2 separate regions of the Drosophila melanogaster genome follow, and region 2 is linked to region 1. A link is a contact called in public ChIA-PET data. All regions are on one chromosome and are shown on one strand. Each heading gives the region's core, a stretch centred on a gene start, on an enhancer-like site or on the middle of the called end of the contact. The rest is flanking DNA. Distances are from core to core; before and after follow the strand shown. Region 1 holds the start of CG31705. Region 2 holds the start of crol (crooked legs).

The links. ChIA-PET counts read pairs in DNA pulled down with a chosen protein or histone mark.
Region 2: an RNA polymerase II ChIA-PET map of the S2 cell line shows a contact between it and region 1, with 9 times the contacts expected there. The contact joins the promoter of crol here to the promoter of CG31705 in region 1. A contact is called at or near these places in 29 of 107 Hi-C or Micro-C datasets (the Clone 8 cell line, the D17-c3 cell line, the Kc167 cell line and 7 more) and 6 of 6 datasets of contacts at active chromatin or transcription factors (the Kc167 cell line and the S2 cell line).

What each region holds. Positions count from the first base shown.
Region 1 is chr2L:11,525,439-11,530,040 of dm6, reverse strand. CG31705 reads left to right here and starts at 1,836. Exons shown (of 3, transcript NM_205965.2): 1 at 1,836-1,920; 2 at 4,374-4,602. The coding sequence starts at 4,375. CG31706 reads left to right here. Exons shown (of 2, transcript NM_001273458.1): 2 at 1-1,003. The coding sequence ends at 492.
Region 2 is chr2L:11,807,557-11,812,158 of dm6, reverse strand. It overlaps crol (crooked legs), which reads left to right and starts at 2,721. Exons shown (of 8, transcript NM_164971.2): 1 at 2,721-3,033. CycY (Cyclin Y) reads left to right here. Exons shown (of 3, transcript NM_001273465.1): 2 at 1-565; 3 at 660-2,067. The coding sequence ends at 1,042.

The DNA.
Region 1 (4,602 bases), core at 587-3,086:
AACAATGGTCAGCAGGAGGGAGTTTTGCACAATGAGACCACTATTTCAGGAGAATCCTCCGCAGTGGTCCCCCCGGAAAATCCCCTAACGGAGGAGGATGACGTAGAGGGGCAGGGCGAAGGTGACGGAGGAAGTGAAGCTGTTTCCAGTGAGGAATCCACGGAATCGGAGGCAACTCCTCAGCCCTATCCAGATGGTGGCATCATTTGCTTTCCCATCATGCTAAACGAAACAGATCCCGAAAACTCGGAGGTGATGCGAGAAGTGGAACGGGTCGTTTGCTTTCCAGCTCCACCCCACAATCCGGGCAATTTCCAACCCACCATAACCACTGAGCCACCCATCGTTGCCGGCGATATTGTTGGTCGTGCAGATGATGGTACAGAAGTTGGTGGTGGTGATGAGGTCAGCCATGCAGGTACTCCCGTGGATGTGGCCAACTTTGTAGCTGCAAGAAATGATGAAGTCGAAACGGATTCTACTAAAAACTAAGTTAAATAAAGCGAACTAAAGATTTAAACTTGTTCGGTATGTGCATTTGGCATATAAATGGTTGTAGACCGTTAGCAAACGGAAAAAATCATCAGGGAACTGTTTCTGGAAAAATTTATATTAAAGAACTATCAAGTTTAATTTTTACCTTGTAAAATGCAAAGAAATTTTAAAGGACTTTTCTGTCGTGAGCACACAAACAGTTTGACGCAAGTCAGTAAATAGAACCAAAATAGAACGCACGTCAGAGACTCCTTTGTGCTTCATCGGAATGTTCATATTTGTCAAAGGGCTTGTCCCGCTATAAAAAAGGTGAAAGCACACTGGGAATAAAAATGCAACTTTAATATGATATTTTAGGGATCTGGTAACTACAATCTGGTTGTTCACATTAAATGAGGTTGTAACAGCACGAGCATCATCCAGTCAAAGAGAAAATGCTTTTGAAATTTTGACTTTTCCATTGATAGTTTATACATCTTAAATGCTTTTTTTACCAAACTACCAAACCAAAAAATCGAAATACCCCATTAAACTGCAAGTAATGGGTATTATCAAAACAAAAAACAAAGCGACACGAGCTCAAAACTCACCCACAAACAAAAACCTTTTGTAACGGTGATCGTGCGATGATCCAACAAGAGCAATGAAGCTCACTTGGCGCTCATTAGATCCAAAACAACACCTACAACAAAAGCATCCACTGAGCTACACAGTGGTTAAAGGGTAGTGAATATGGCGAGAGGTTTTGTCATTCATAAGTTTTAAAGCCGAGTTTCAGGGATCATTTTAGGAAAAAAATAGTTGGGAACAATTTAGTTAAAATTCGCTTAAAACATCAATCTTGCAGCACACATTTTTTGTACTACAAGTACAAGCGTAAATTATTTTCCAACTGAGATGAGCATGAGATGATGATGAGTAATATCAAAAATTCACTTGGGACACTAGAAATGCTGAATTTAAGAAAATTTATTGCCAAAGGAACAATAACAACGTCAAGTATCTCAAAATTGCACAGAAAAAAACGGCCAAGTGACTATATATAAAAAGCATTCGGTGCATCCTAGCATTTCATATTTTAAAGTTAATAATAAATTAACTAATTAATTAATTAATATTAATGTTTTAATCAATATTTTACTGTTTATTTACTAATATTATACTGTCATTGTCTTTTTAGTTATACGTGCTGTTAAGGCTTGTTAAGGCTGAAGTTAAAGTTTGAATGAATTTTTTAAACTGCACACCAAGTTTCGCACAGTGTACTGACCACCGAGTTGCTCTCGCGGTCGTCGCTCACGAGAAAAACGCAAAACACGAGCGGTTGGTTCGCTGGCATAGCTCAGTTGTTCGAGAAACTTTGCACGACACAAAGCGAATATCGCACGCGGCAAAACAGCAATCGGAATAAAACAGATAGCCCGAGTAAATATTAAAATAAATTTAAGTTTATCACATTTTAAGCTGAGGGTGTTGTGAGTGCTATATGTCAAAATCTGATTCTCAAAAATGTACTACAGCTCCATTTGTTTATAGTTAGAAGTGTAATTTCCTTGGTTTAAACACTAATTGCGGTGGTTGCTTTTGTTTATATCTTTTTTTGCAAACATTGCCCGACTTGAAGGTCACTCAAAAGCAAAAGTAAAAAAGTTTGTTTGTGAAATTGCGTTCAAATATAAAAGAAGCCATACATATCAAATAGCTTTTTTCAATCGAAATCAATAGACGCGTTTTTAACTCCTCCCTTCTAATTAATTTTAATTATTTCGCATAGTAACATGCAGATGTATGTAATTAATCTGCATTCATATGTATGTCTTCAATTAATACTAGTTGATTCTTTTCCTAATAAAATGCACTCAACAGGTTGATTTGGAATTGTAAAGGCACCGTGGGTTAGAATACCTCGAAATGGGGAAATAATCAATTATGCAAATGTATGTTTTATACATATACGTATATAACAATTTTATATCCAGCCTTCAAACATAATAAAAAATATATAAAATTAAAAATAATAATTACATGATAAGGGCACAAAGCAATCTCTATAAGATCATGCCTGTAGAAACAGCTGCCCCATCTCATTAGTTAGGCAAATAAAATTTTATATAAGCCCATTTAGTTTTGAGAGCAGCTGACCAAATGGCAAATAAAACCGATTCGTGCCAAAAATGTTTTCCACGAGGCACCCACTCAAAAACACACGTAACTAACCGGCTTTCGAGCATGTGTGTTGATTTCTTTTTGGAATGAGTCTTTGAATTTCTTCCATTTATGATATAAGTCTTCTCCAAAAATAAACTCTTTTGAAGGCCCAGTAAATAAGTGATTCACTTATTATTGAGCAACTCATTTGCATTAAAACGTTGTACTTGAAATACGCAATAATCTCAAAAAGCTTTGACATCTGACATGAAATCTGCGATTAGCAAGCGATTTCTAGACTTAATCTAGTAATGGGTAATGTGAGCAATATATGTACGTACAGCGCATATTATTTAAAGTCCCATCAATGATGGTTATTACATTTTCCGAAAATTATTGAAGGTTTGGGTTGAAACAACTTTGTCATCGAACCCACGCCAATCTCTTAGTGTTTTGCCATTTGACACTAGCGATAAGCTTAGTATTTCAAGAACGAATAAGCAAGAATTGTTATTAAGATGCTCCAGAACTAGTAAAATTCGTAGAAATCGAAAGTAAGCAAACATGAGATAAGCGATTTCGTGTTGAGCCGCTACAATTTCCCCACTGACGTCATAGCTGCGCATGCGTTGCAGTTCAGTGCTTCGATGAGTCATCAAACCAGTCTATCATGTTTTTAGCATCACTCGCAAGTTACAGCAGGTGCATGTGTCAGTTCCAAACAAAAGTTTACTTATAATTGCATGTAAATAAAGCACGGAAAACTATTGTTTCTAGATGCGGAATTCAACCGAAAAAGGCGATGGAATCGGGGTGTTTAGTACAGTAGTAAATATGTTGCATTTATATGTCTCTTAGTCATGGATTATAAAAGTCCTATATTGCGATTTGCGCCTTACTTTCCCACTGTCACCTTGTGGCGTAATAAGAAAAGCTTCCGTTGGCCTCTTAAGTCGAAGACCTGGCCTTTAAATTCCCGTGTTTATAGTTCTGGAACCCAGCGTGGGTGTGTTTGAGAACACAAGGCGAAACTCAATGGAGCGTAGCCACGCGACAAGCCGGCCAAATCAGCAAGTTAATTATCATTAGAGGACCGCCCAAGACACGCATAACGCGCTTCTAATTTGGTCAAATAAAGTGGGCGCAGACTGTTGCCCACCTCCTGGAATTTTGGCAATCAGGGCGTGACACTCGCTGATTGTTTAATATTTTAAGTGGAACAGCAAAGTTCCAGAATTGCGTAAAACTTTAATCATGTTTATTTAGCTATTCAAATGGTAGCTACCTAGGAAAGCTAACGGGAAACCAAGTGTCATTAGGCCAACCATAATTTGTGCTTATTATTAACGTAAATTGAATCAATTGTTTTTTACACAAACATATAGATAAAACCATACGCGCTAATGATGACTGACATTGGGGTGCAGGAGGAAGCAAGCGAATAAGCTCCAAGTATTGCATATTAAAGCATATTAGCAAAAGTATATAAAACGTAACAGTATCGTCATACAAAAATTATATTTTTTTATTAAATTCATAGCAAAAATAGAATATGTTCTGTAAGTGTTATGCTTTAGGTTGACCTTGAGCTATGTTTTAAGTGGATATTATATTGTTTTGGTTGCGAAGTGAAAGACCCCATTACATATGTATGTGGCAGGCATGTTGTTTTACTCAAAAACCCAATCACAAGAAATACTGTGACTAATTGAGTGTTGGATCCATTCCAGAATGACCACTTACCCGACGCGGTTCAGTGGCAGCCTGCTGGTGGTGGTGCTCCTAATATTGGCCCTGACCACCGAGGATGCGCATGCCAAATGGAAGTCCACTGGCAGCAGAAGTCGCACCAGTTCCTCTTCTAACAGAAGGACCTCCTCACACAGCTACTCTGCGCCATCGCATTCAGTCCCATCGCACCACGCAGCTCCTGCTCCACACCATGATAATGTCAGGCTG
Region 2 (4,602 bases), core at 1,472-3,971, 280 kb before region 1:
CTGGAGGGCGAGGAGGATCCGTCGGTCGATCCCACTGCAGCCACCATGTTCCTGGAACGATCAAAGGTGGAGAACGGCGGCATGACGCGCAAGCGTTCGCAACAGCAGATTGCCCAGCAGGCGGGCAGCGGCGGCGGAGGAGGCGGCGGCGGTGGCGGCGGCAGTACTCCCGGTGGCAATAGTTGCGGCGGTGGTGGCGGCATGAAGAAGAGCTCCTCCTGCTCGACGATCTATCTGGACGACAGCACTGTGTCGCAGCCGAATCTTAAGAATACGGTCAAATGCGTCTCACTGGCCATTTACTATCACATCAAGAATCGGCAATCGGATCGCCGGCTGGACATCTTCGACGAGAAGCTTCATCCGCTGACCCACGACCAGGTGCCGGATAACTATGACACGCACAATCCGGAACACCGGCAGATCTACAAGTTCGTGCGCACGCTCTTTAACGCCGCCCAGCTGACGGCCGAGTGTGCGATCATCACGCTAGTCTACCTGGAGCGGCTACTCACCTACGCCGAGCTGGATGTGGGACCCTGCAACTGGAAGCGCATGGTGTTGGGTGAGTGGAGTGCTGCAAGCATCAGATATTCAGAACAAGCAGTAGATCACTAATTTGGTATAGCTTACTAATTTCTACTATTGATGTTCTGCAGGTGCCATTCTCCTCGCCTCAAAGGTGTGGGATGACCAGGCCGTTTGGAATGTAGATTACTGCCAAATACTCAAAGACATCACCGTGGAGGACATGAACGAGCTGGAGCGCCAGTTCCTCGAGCTGCTGCAGTTCAACATCAATGTACCGTCCTCGGTGTACGCCAAATACTACTTCGACCTGCGCACGCTCGCCGAGGCCAACGAGCTCAACTTCCCCACGGAGCCGCTGTCCAAGGAGCGGGCCCAGAAGCTGGAGGCCATGTCGCGTGTGATGCAGGACAAGGTCACTGCCGAGGCACTGAAGAATGGGATCAAGAAGTGGTCCTCCATGGACAACATCAGTCAGGGCGGGCCGCGACGCAGCGTGGCCATACTATCGTGATTTATATTAGCTTACTAAAACCGAACAACCAACCAACAGCAGCAATGAGATCCGTACTCTGTAGTCCGTAGTCCGATCGAACGTCATTTGAGAACCGTAGCTCTGCGCTGAATCAGATTTTGCACACAGATTCAGATACATTTCGTAGGCCACCCGGTTGCATAAGCTTTTGCGGGTGGCTTTTTAGCCAGCACACAGACTCTAAAAGGAACACCCAAATACGTGCAGAAAGAATCACAGTCTTATATACAATATATACATACACGAAGAAAAGCGTTTTAACCACACGTCTCGAATTAAGGACCACTTTTTACATATACGTACATGCGATCGATGTATGTAAGCGAAACTACCGATGCAGTCATGGATTTGGATGATGATTTTAAACAGAGACACAGAAGTACTACTACAGCAACGCGTAACCAATTGCCAAACGAAAGATCACAGAAGCAGAAAGAGATACAGAAACCTAAACCGAACAGTAGAGAATTGTTTGTACAAAACGGCTTAAATAATATTGTAATTGACTTGGCCACCTAATCCAGCTGGCATCTAAGCAATTTAATCTCAACGGTTGGCCACGGCCACCAAATTGTCATTTACTTAGCGCGTCCGCGCCCAAAAAAAGAAAAGAAAAACATTTCCCTGTACATTTGTTACGAATTTAATTTGTTTACCTTACATCCATGTTTTCTTAATAACTCAATATGATTTCGTGTGATTCTTATATAGTTTCCATTTAGCTTTATATACGATGAACGATATTCGGCTTCCCCGCGTCAGGCTTCAGGCACAAATCGATTTTCTGGGGGCGCGGCCTGCGGCAAGTTGATTTGTTTTTTTTTGGTTCTTAGCATTAGAAAAACAAACAAAATCCGAGCGAGAGTTGCAAGGAGCACAGCGCAATATTAACCCAAAAGATTTGTGAGTAAATTAATGTACTAGACATATAAGGATACGAATTATATGCAAAATGTATTTTATTTTGTAATTTATTTTACGATAAAGCTAAATAAAAGCAAATCAAAGAAATAGACTTTCTATAACTTAGTTTTTGTCACTTTTTTTTCGAAAACGTGGGTTTTGAAAACGAAAGCGCGCTTATTCGAAGTCAAAAACATGGCCATATGAAACAGAAAGTTTTTGAAACATTTTTTTTTTTTTATATAGAAAGGACTTCTGGCTATTCTATGTATAAAAACATTTTAGAAACATATCTTATTCTAAATAAGAAGATCGATCATAGGATTTCTTTCGAAAATCGTATAAAATGTATTGTATAATCCACTTATTTTCTTTCCCTCCCACAAAATATGGATTCAAAAATCTCGAACAAGATTATGTGGAAAAGTATTGATAATCACCTAAACACATTGATTTTCAACATTATAAATACTCCACTTGCAAATGCAAAAAAAAAACTCTTTAGAAATAGTCAAGATCCTACTATTTAAGTTTATACTTTCAGAAAATCTTATAATTCCAATTACACTTTATAACTTATTAAATTTACGCTGCTAATTATTTTTATTATTTATAAAATACTTTACGAAAAACTTAATTTTCAAAGCTATCGACGCAGTGCCATCCCTAATTTGGTATTTTTGTGTATTTGGTATATTTCAAAATTACATTGAAAATAAAGCAGCCCGGTCACACTGCCAGCTCTGGAGAACTATCGATGTCATATCGATACTTCTTCCAGCTCTATACACTGCTTCTCTCGCTCTTCCGCCCGCAACTAAAACTCTGGATCCGCGTTAAATGTTAAGAAAATAAAGGCACCGCTCTAATTAAATGGCCAACCGCAAGTGTACAGTGCGCGCAATGCAGTTAGTGACCAGTGGAGAGTGATGTGCAAGATCGGGCCACGAAACCAAGATCGCCATTGAGCAATCCGGGAACGGCGTCTGTTGAAAAGGGACGCTGCTGCAGGCAGAAAAAGGAGTGGTAGCTCGCTGGTCTATGGATAAAACGTAACTATATCGCTGGTGAGTGCAATTCGAATTGGCGACTCTTGCATTCGTATTCAAATTGGCCAATTGGACCCGGCCGAATTTGTGTGCTTAACCGTTTTGCCGCCTTTTTGTGCCCAAGCCCCGAAAAAGCAGCACAACAACGGGAGGGGGTTGGTGGAGGGAGCGGCGGAGACAGCGGCAGCAAATCGTTAATAAGAACAACGCAATCGCACGCACACACACACATGCGGGCTCGAGCACGCATTGTATCTGTATCTTGCGGTGTCTCTCGTAGTCGCTCTCGCTCTCTCGCTGCCTCCACACCTCTTGCCAGTGCTGGCCACTTGGATTCTCTCTAGCCAGTTTTTGTAATTGGAGTAAGTGCAGGTGCTGCTTGGCTAGTTATCTACTCTGAATGCTAAAAGTAGTTTAAGTTTTCATCTAATATAAAAATTTGTTGAAAGGGATACTTTAATCAGTAATTTATAAATGCTTTTTTGACTTTTTCCATTTGAATATAAGGTTATAAAGATTAAATTGAATTATTTTAATAAGTGTTTTAAATTTTCATGTATTCCGATCAGATAAACCGCCTTGTTATTAAAGTTATTTTTCTCACTGGCTTATGTAAATGTTAACTTTTTTTAGCATTGGATTGGGATTATTGGGCTTTTTACAGCTCTAAGCTAATCAACTCATTACCTGATATTTGTTATGCCTTTGCCATATTATTAAAAAAAACTTATATTTGATATTTGACTGTCAAATTTTCAATAAGATAATCAGATAGCCTTGTTATTATGCCACACTTAGGAAGTTCAATAAATAACTTTTAAATATAAGAGTCGAATCAATTGATCCCTCGTCAAAGCCAAACCGCCTGCACTGGCTCTCCCACTGGACTTTTGTGCTTTCGGCTGCCGCCCGAACGCGCCGCACGAAGAACTTTTACATCGGTCGCCTTTGCCTGCTCGCCTTCTGCTGCCTCCGCGTCTCATTCAGTTTTCAGTTTGCTTTGCTCTGTTCGCCGTTCACCACCGCCTCTCACCCGCGCGGCGTTTCGATTCTGATTGCCACTACTGTTGCACACACACACACACATTCGCCGGAGAGTGTGCCCGCCACCACCACCGTTGCAATATCAAGTAAATTTTCATATACTGGCGTCATAAGAACGAACCGAACAACCTTTTTAAAGCTTGTAAAAAATGCAGTGTTTTGTACGAGGGGAGAAGCTGCTAGAGGGGGTGGGTCGGATATGATGGGATGGGGAGAGGGACAAGTACCGGGGCTGATTGGAAACAATTGAGTTTATTTGTGAAATTCGCAGGCCAAAAAGAATGCGAGAATTATTAATCAAATGACTTTGCGGTCGACTTCGCTGTCAGTGTATTGGTGTGTGAGTGTTTTTGTGTGCGAGTGCGAGAGTATCTGTGTGTGCTTGTGTATGAGCTGCGCGCACATCCACAGCTACAGAGTTTCCATTAACGTCATCATCGTGTCATTCTTGCAAGTTTTAGAGCGAGAGAGGGCAGACGCAGGGTTGCATTTTTCTAAAATTTATTAACTATAGCACTTTAAGCGATCGGTGGCGCTTTCCGT